2 separate regions of the Rattus norvegicus genome follow, and region 2 is linked to region 1. A link is a contact called in public Hi-C data. All regions are on one chromosome and are shown on one strand. The core of a region is the stretch at or near the end of the contact, and the rest is flanking DNA. Distances in the headings are between cores, read along the strand shown.

Region 1 (4,794 bases), core at 586-3,085:
TTACATACAGAATTACTAAATTTGATAAACTTAGATTTGCTTTCTATGTTGAAAGAGAATTTAAACATATAAATTCTGTTTCTGTCTATTTTGCATTTGCGTTTCTTTTGTTTAAGTCAAGGTTTCACTGTGTAGCCCAGGCTGGCCTAGAACTTGCTATATAGGCCAGGTTAGCCTCCAACTGATCACAGTCCCATCTCCGAGTGCCGGGATTACAGGCCTCCACCACCACACATGACTGTAAGGGAATTTTTTTAAGGTCTGGGTATCTCACTGCTTTTAGTAGTAATAAGAACAAGGTGACAGTACGCCGCGGCAATTTTAAGTCACTGAGAGCCAATTCCTTAGGGTTGTACAGCAGTATTTGCTTCAAACCAATTTGTACCGCACAGATACATAACGCAATACAGACGAGCAGGAGAATACTGAACGGTATTCCAACTTCTATCTGGTATCTAGGTTGGCTAACAGTAGAGGAGCAATCGGCGCTGCATTGTGAGCCACGAGAGCATTGTGGGTCACGAAGAGCATTGTGGGCCACGAGAGCTTTGTGGGCCACGAAGAGCATTGTGGGCCACGAAGAGCATTGTGGGTCACGAAGAGCACTGTGGATCATGAAGAGCATCGGGGGCCAAGAGAGTATTGTGGGCTACGAAGAGCATCGTGGGCCACGAAAACATCGCTGAGAGACCCAGAGTCGGCCACTTAGGAACTCCATGGCCTGAGGCAGCTCACTGCAACCTCAGGACCCACTAAACTATAAAGTGCGGAAAACGACAGTATTTCTGTCAAAGGTTGTCATGGGACCGAGCCCCCTTCTGTCCTCACCCCCCAGTCAGTCTTTACCTTCGTACCTGGAAGATGACATTTGACAATAGACATTAAATGACTATTTTCTAGTTATAAATATGTTTGCAAACCCAGAAAAATTAACCTAAGAGGCCTTTAGGCTTATAATGCCAAATTTTGTCATTCTATTGAATTCTACAAGACAGAACCACCAAATGTCCCCTAAACATTTCCACCTTCACACCTTCATGAAAGGTCTTTCTTGCCACTTTTTAGCCCACTCAAAAGCCACCATCTTATTTCCGCCACCCCACTTCTGCTAGGCACCCCAGCCTCTGGCCTATTTTGTTTAATGTGCAAGGTTTTACCTGTCTTTGTTTGAGAGGTGGTTCTATTTTGTTTTGTAGAGATGACGTCTTACTCTATAGCCCTGACTGGCCTCAAACTGACGATTTTCCTACTTCAATCTCCTTGAGGGTAGTGTTAGACAGGCACGTGTCACCATGACAGGCTTATATGCAAAGTATTATACACTAAGTCACACGGCGGGCCTCTAAGGAAATTCCCGATGCTTTGTGCACACTTCTCAGCACGTGGGTAAATTCTCACTGACTAAAAATAGGAGGAGTTAAAACTCTTTAGTTTTAGTTTAGGAGAAAGTCACTCTTTAGTCGAATATTTGAATGCAAGTTAATTAGGAATATGTTTGACATGCGCGCTGTTACTGAGCCTTCTCTACTTCTAAAGCAGCTCGAGGGCTCTACCCACCCCCACCCCTACCCCCACCCCCACCCCCGAATTGGTCTAATCTACTGTAGGCAAAAGTTTGTAGGTTACCTGGTTCCCCTTCATTCCTTCGCTTCTAAAACGTGTGGCAAAGCAAAAAACGCCCCAAGCAATCATTTGTGGATAAAAAAAAAGAAAAAGAAAAAACCACCTGCACGTGGGAAAAGAACTGATGTGGTTTAAAAATCACTCGGAGGGAGAGAGTAAACCGCCTCTCCCATCGCTGTTCTCAACAACACTGCAAAGCGAATTCCTTATGAATCACAGCAGGAACGCGGGGCAAGACACATTTTTGGATGGTGGCTTGATTTTTTTCTTCACCAAGTGGGGCTTTAAATTTTGGCCCAAAATATTAGAAAACATTCAGTCTGCTGAGAGGACAGAGTTGGGATTTAAAAATGGCGTCCTTGGCCATCGGAGCTTAATGTTCTCTGCGATTATAAATCGGGAAGCTGATCCTCCTGGCTTCGTTTTGTTGTTGATCTTTTTGTGCAGCCCCGGCTGTCCTCACGACTCACTCTCTTCCTGCCTCAGCCGTCCAGGTCCTGGGATTACAGCAACAGCCTGCCATGCTGGGTATTTCTGCCTCTTTCTAAATTTTAATCCTTGTAACTATTTTTTACAGTTGATGTCCCGTTTTTTTTCTATTATACCTCTGGAATTGTCCAGAAATTGAACCAAATGGCAAAGGTTTTTCATTGAGTTTCCCGAGGGACTGTTGTCATTGATATGTGACCCTAATGCCACCTACACCTGATGTGTAGGCATGCGGGTGACACTAGATGTTGGATTCAGCGAGCCATTACTGTTCTATTTCAACAAAGGTGATATTTGATGGACTTTTTCCTTCCTATGTAGGCCCCTCCTTTCCTTATCTTCCTTTTCTTTTTGTTTTGAGACTGAGTCTTGTTGTGTAGCCCAGGCTAGCCTTGGATTTGTGATCCTTCTGTTCTCCTCAGTGTTGGGATTATAGGTGTGTGCCCAGGTGTGCTTCCCTTTTGAGGTTTTAATGTTTATGTATGCATTGCAGTCCAAAGACCTTTTAATTAGTGGTGTGCTGTGATAAATATTAATAAAAGAATCTCTCCCATCCCTTGCTGGTGCTGGCTCTGTTAGGACACATGGCACCTGCAGGATATTTTCATCTCAGTCAGCAAAGCGTCTCACCTGCTACGCTCCATCCCATCTCACGCTGCTGACGGCTACTCTCCGAGGCTGGTAGCCATCTCTCTACCCATCTAGTTCCCAAGGCGGGTCGCTGCCACGCCAGTTTCATACAGAGACTGCCTATCTCGTAGCTCACATTCCCAGCATCTGCCTCCTGTGGTTATAGTCACAGCTCCCAGTAACCCATTTAAACCAAAACTCAATAAGCTTGTAATTTAGCAATCAGATTTATATCTTAAATTCTCAGTCCACAAAACGTCCATATAATAAACCTACCACCAATAGATGATGATATAAACTGCCCTATAAAAGACAAACTGTCCTATAAAAATCCACCCCTTAAGAAATATAACGTGCGAGGCCCTGGGTTCGGTCCCCAGCTCCAAAAGAAAAAAAAAAAGAAATATTCATAACTATCTGCGGCCATTTAAGGCCACAGGGATCTGGGTCGTCCTTCCCTGCCTCCATCTTGGTTCTCCTTTCTTTCTCCTCTCTCCTGCCTTACAAAAACTCTGTCCCTGCCTTACTTTTCACTGCCCAGTCACAGGCCTTGCCTTATCTTGAGCCCGTCTTCACCTGCATAAAGACATCGACTACAGTGGTGTCCACCTGGGACGCGTGACTCACAGTGAGTCTGTTTGTCAGCTCCAGCTGCCCTCCACAGATTCTCACGAGTCATGGTTTCCAGAGAGAGCGCTCTGACGCCTTAATGGAACTCCCGAACACTTTCTCTTTGGCTTTCATTCTGTCTCTAATCACGCTCCTTTGTGTATTTTAGGAAGCTATTTCTGCGCTCATTTGCTGCGGTGACATTGGTGGTTTCCCCTTTTCGAAGAGCAGCAATCCCTCAACATTACGTCACAATATCATTTCCTGTAGATTAATATGGGCGAGCATAGGGGTTGGGGATTTAACTCAGTGGTAGAGCGCTTGCCTAGCAAGCGCAAGGCCCTGGGTTCCCGAAAAAAAAAAATATGGGCGAGCATTACATCACATTTTCTTAAAGACTACAGGATGTGCAGTGGGTAGCTCTCCTCTTTCCCGTCATATATGTCATTTTAGTTAATTACTGCAAGGTGGTGTTTCCAACTGAAAGGGTACCATGCCACCCAATCCGAACTTATAAAAGTGGTTTCCTTCTGCTCTTGTCTCTTTATTTGTCATCCGAACTCTAAAAGATGGGCTTAGTCAGGTAATTCTGATTCCCTACTTTTCTTTACGTAAAGCATGTCTGAGCATCTTTCCTGAAAAGGACGTTTGAAAAGACATTTAGGCAGGAAATAGAGAAAGTTTTAGTCCCCTTTCTTTAAAAATTGCTGTAGCTCTTAGCTAATTCACACAGGAAGCCTACAAATTAATCGGCGTTAGGATGTGATGAGTCATGGCTGGCCTTCATTGCTTGGTTCCAGCCTGTTGTTAATTCTGGGGCTTCGTAAACAGTAGTTACAGAGAGACTAAAAACACATACATGTGCTCTTTAAGATCCATAAGCCCTGTGATTTATGACGTTCAGCAATGTCTGTAGAAGAAAATAAAACTATTCTAAATGTATACTGCATTTGCTACAGCTTAACAGTTTGCTTTTGTTATTCAGGGGTTTTGTTTCTAAATTATCCAAACATTGACTGACATTTAAGCCCACGCCTGGATTTTGAGAAAGGTAACAGACTGCCACAATGTGATCACTTTGTGATCCTAAATAAATGAGGATTAAAACAGAGTAAAGAATACAATCTGTCAGGGGCTTTAGAGATGGTTCTGTGGTTAAGAGCACTTGTTGTTCTTGCAGAGGACCAGGACCAGGTAGAGCAGAGGACCTGGACCAGGTTCAATCCCCAGCTCCCACATCATGGCTCACAAACATCTGTACCTTACAGTTCCAGGGGATCCATCACCCTCTTCTGGACTCTGGGGCCTCCCACACACATTCCCTACACATAAACTTACATGAGCATTTGAAGATGAAGAAACTCAGGCATACAGAAGGCCCACGGGTCTTCCCAAAGTCACTGTGGTAGTGAGCAGGATCTGAGGTACCCCACAGAGCTCATC
Region 2 (4,794 bases), core at 924-3,423, 110 kb after region 1:
TTAGTAAAGTATTACATATTTGCAACATATTTTAATGATGTATAATTCAGACTCATTTAAAAGCATTATTATTATTCACTCACTTTTATTATTTTTTTAAAAAATGTGCGTGTATGAGTGTGCATATATGAGCATGCGTGTATGAGTGTGCGTGTGTAAGAGTGTGTGTTTGGGTTTGGAACTATGAGTATAAAGGTCCGAGGATAACTCTCAAGGGTTGGTTCTTGGTTTTTTAACTTGGTGGGACAGGGTTTCTCTTGTTTCCACTGTAGTACTGTAGACGTCAGCTGGTTGGCTCACAGCTTCCAACAGATGTCACCATCCCATCTCCACCTCTCATTTCACCATGGGCATGCTGGGATTGCAGGTGTGCAACATGGTGTCTCCGACTCTTAAAAGGTTTTATCTTATTTGTAATTCTCTGTGTGTATGTCTATGTGTAGCTATGTGCACATGAATGCAAATGCCATCGGAGACCAGGAGGGGGCATCACATCCCTCAGAGCTGAAGTTACAGGTGGTTGTGAGCCACCCAAGATGGGTGCTGAGAACCAAATTCACATCCTCTACTAGAGCAACGAGGGTTCTTAATTGCTGTGCCATTTCTCCAACCTCTACCTCTCCTCTCCCTGCTGCTGCTAGTAGTAGTAGTAGTAGTAGTAGTAGTAGTAGTAGTAGTTGTAGTAGTAGTAGCAGTAACCTAATCCTAACCCTAAACCATCATCTGGTTGCTGCTGCTGCTACTACTACTACTACTATTATTATTACTACTACTACTACTACTATTAGTACTACTATTACTATTACTACTACTATTATTACTACTACTACTACTATTACTACTACTATTACTACTGCTGCTATTACTACTACTATTACTGCTATTACTACTACTACTATTACTACTACTGCTATTACTACTACTATTACTGCTATTACTACTACTACTATTACTACTGCTGCTATTACTACTACTATTACTGCTATTACTACTACTACTATTACTACTACTGCTATTACTACTACTATTACTGCTATTACTACTACTACTATTACTACTACTACTGTGGGTTCAGGGTCAAATTAAAATAGTCAGTCTTCCATGGCAAACATTTTGCACTCTAAACCATCTCCCTGACCCTTACTTAACAATTTTTATTTTGTTTGCCTTTTATAAAATAAAAAACCACATGAAGAATTAGAACAGGTGAAATGTTTTTTTGAACGAGTCAAACAATAGAAAAAGAAAAAGTAGGAAGGGTCAGGACAGACTGGGAGCCAAAATGAATGTCTTCACATTTTCCTTTTGTTTTTTGTTACTGCTCTGTGACAAGCTCTGAGTCCTATGCTTGCCAAATGTAAAATGCTGTCATCTCTGGCTTTTTACAACGTAAAGTACTCATGGATCCAGAATTTTATAAGAAGGGTACAAGAGAAGAAACTGTAAAACAAAAATGGATTCCTCCTAGCTGGTCAGACAACCAATGGCATCTCAATGACAACTGTACTAATGCACCCTTCAGAACAAAACTAAACAAAACCGCAAGTCACATTTTTTTCGACTGAGTCCTAAGTTAACAAAAGGTTAACTCTTGTTTTTTAAAGATTTATTTATTATATATAAGTACACTGTATTATATATAAGTACACTGTAGCTGTCTTCAGACACACCAGAAGAGGGCATCAGATCCCACTACAGATGGCTGTGAACCACCATGTGGTTGCTGGGATTTGAACTCAGCACCTCTGGAAGAACAGTCCGTGCTCTCAACTGCTGAGCCACCGCTCCATTCTACCCTTTAATCTCTTAGCATCAAAGTTTAGAACTATTCTAATAAGACTTATTGCAGATCACTCCTAGTCAGCCAGTATTTTCATGCTTCTTAGTGTCCCGTGGAGGAGAATTATGAAAATGGCCGATAGCAGCCTGGCATTTATAGCATGGTTTTCAGGGGACATGGAAGGTATGAGGAAGACTTGTCTTCTCCTCTCTACATAGTCCCTGCCCTGCTGAGCAAAGGCTCCATTTACTTCCTGAATACTCCAGGGTACATTTGGGCACAGACATCCACGTCCACTTCCTGCTAGAGTACAAGTCTTGTTCTTCCGTTCCCCTTTCTGAGCCGGCAGTCCATCTGACGACACAGCAATCCCATTCTTCTGTGGAATTCCTCTCTACAGCATGTGTCTCACTGGCATGTGTTCAGTGCCACTCCCTTTCTTCCATACCAGCGTCTGTGTGTCCTCTGCAGCTATGACGTCTGGTGACTAAGCCGATGACACACAAAGTCTACTGTGTTTGTGATGTACCGATTCACAGGAGGTCCCTGATAGAGAACTGCTATACCTAGATGCCTTCCCTCCATCACTTTCTGCTTTGCTTTCACGGAATGTAGTATCAAACACACAGGCTGAGGGCTGGAGAGATGGCTCAGCGGTTAAGAGCACTGATTGCTCTTCCAGAGGTCCTGAGTTCAATTCCCAGCAACCACATGGTGGCTCACAACCATCTGTAATGGGATCTGATGCCCTCTTCTGATATCCCAGAAGATAACTACAGTGTACTCATATACATAAGATAAATAAATCTTTAAGGGGGGGTGATTAAAAGGAGAAAAATCTAGACTATTCCCTTGTGTGGCTCCAAAAATAGCATAAATGACTATATGCAGAATAATGGTTTTGTTGTATTTTTTTTTCTTTTTTTTTTTTTTCTGAGCTGGGGACCGAACCCAGGGCCTTGCGCTTGCTAGGCAAGCACTCTACCACTGAGCTAAATCCCCAACCCCCGGTTTTGTTGTATTTGTTCTGAGTTTACCAAGGCAGAACAACCTGCCCTCTGTGTGGTCCAGAGACCTAATCTCATTGGCATCATCTGGTTGCTGCTTTGAAATGCAGAACCCCGTATTCCAGCCCAGACAAAGTCAAAAATTCACTTTAACAAGTCCTCATCTGACTGTACTGTCTTAGAGGTTGAGAGGGCTGTGAGATGTTTTCCAATGAAGGTTAAGCGTTTGAGGGCTTTCTAGAGCTAAATTGCTTAAATGAGCTAGTGAGACTGTCTACTTAAACCAACGTCCAAATAAAACCGAAGATTTTATCTCTGTTTGAGTGTGTGTAAACTTAGAGTTTCAAAATAAATTTTAAGACATTTACTGAGGGAGAAAGACAGAAGTCAAGATTCGTGTGTTTGATCCTCAGGAGAACTTTAAATCCATGAAGTGTTAGTAGAAATCTCAAGAAGGGGTACTTCCTTATGACTTTCAATTTAGGATGTTCACTGAAGTTTTCTTTACCTCAAGGCTCCTCAGTGTCTAATTTGGTGCTGTTCACAACTACTCTTTTATATAGTGGTTGTATACAAGACTTTGCTTCCCCTCTGCCAGGCACTGTGGTAATCACCAGGTCTGTAAGATGCCTGGAAAGGCCTTACCTACTCGATGGGGAGAAACTTACAGTAACAGGTCACAGCAATACACTGAGGTGGCAGTGATGTATGAGCCCTGGCTAACACCCAGTGAGTGCACAGGGCTGACACCCAGTGAGTGCACAGGGCTGACACCCAGTGAGTGCACAGGGCTGACACCCAGTGAGTGCACAGGGCTGACACCCAGTGAGTGCACAGGACTCTCTGTTCACTCTCCAAAGGCCTGAGTGTGAACCAGCTCATTGACCGTCTTCAAAAGTGCTTTCGTTTAAGCACTACTGTGGTCTCTGGGCTGTGAGAGGAAAGATGCGCTGTGTGCCTCAGGGAGAGGGTGGGGATAGAATGAGTAAAGTCTGAGAAAGACTTCCTCAGGAAATCCCCTGCAGTGTTTCTTCATGGACATTTTCCCCCTCTGAAACTATTGTCCTGCTTTCCAACTCAGTGAGTGCCTTTGTGGCCTTGGATGAATTCTCTAAGGATTGATGTGACACACTGCTTATAGTGGCTCCCATACATTTAGTAGGATAGTCACCTGGTCACCTTAGCTCATAGAATGGCATTTGATCCTGGAAATCAGTTCTAGGGTCAGCTATCTTCCTGCCCAACAACCAAGGATTTGTTGGCCTCTTTGATGTTCCAACTGGTTTTGTGCCTCTCACTCTCCTGGTGTGCTAAATGCAACAGGCCTTGCTTGTACACTTGAGTTAATCTCACAGGTCCATCAAACATTGCCCTGCACCAAATCTGACGGTCAATACATTAATTCCTGTGAACAATTAAATCATCTGTTTTCACTTCCTCTTTAGTTCGGCCTCAACCAGAGTCTACTGTGGGGACTGACTGTCCCCCACACTTTTCCAGGCCAAGAAATCACTTCTGGGGATTCCTAAGATGTTGTTTGTTTATGTAAGACAAGTGGAGATCATTGAAGCTGAATTTATTTACACAAGTAAGGAAAAGAAGTGTTTTTAAAGGACAGTGCATTTAAGGTCTATAAACACAAGGGAAAATCTGAGTCTCCTAGCTGAATTTAGGGCTAAGGACAGAAACAGGCTCAAACTAAGTGGTTGCTAAGGGGAGAGAAGAAGGGAGAGTTCTCCCTCCTCTGTGGAATGAGCTACTCTGAGTAATACTGTATTTCCAAAGGAGCATAGTTCCTTTTGAAGAGACCTCTCTTTGAAACCTCTGGTCTCCTGTGTGACTATAACCGCAGTTGGTTTGGCTGTGTCAGAGATATTAACAATGGGAGAACAGGTCATGCAGCACCCAGTGGTGTACTGTCTTTCAGTGGGGTGGGGGCAGAGTCCTAATCTGGAGCATTTGCAGTGTCTATGGTTTTGATATTCCCACTTTAGCCGGGTTCAAGCT

The links. A called contact is a pair of places that touch in the nucleus more often than the background predicts.
Region 2: a Hi-C map of the A7r5 cell line shows a contact between it and region 1, with 3 times the contacts expected there. The contact joins two enhancer-like sites. A contact is called at or near these places in 4 of 12 Hi-C or Micro-C datasets (the A7r5 cell line, the Rat2 cell line, Schwann cells and 1 more).

Annotation. Positions count from the first base shown.
Region 1 is chr7:30,046,761-30,051,554 of GRCr8, forward strand. No RefSeq gene overlaps it. Among named protein-coding and RNA genes, the nearest start is that of Ntn4, 24 kb to the right of the region's middle. Within about 2 kb of position 1,836, at least 5 of the 93 cell types and tissues checked have an H3K27ac peak or open chromatin away from gene starts, as enhancers often do. A contact at or near this core is called in the A7r5 cell line, where this site is marked.
Region 2 is chr7:30,155,653-30,160,446 of GRCr8, forward strand. All of the region lies in intron 5 of Ntn4 (netrin 4), which reads left to right. Among named protein-coding and RNA genes, the nearest start is that of Ntn4, 84 kb to the left of the region's middle. Within about 2 kb of position 2,174, at least 5 of the 93 cell types and tissues checked have an H3K27ac peak or open chromatin away from gene starts, as enhancers often do. A contact at or near this core is called in the A7r5 cell line, where this site is marked.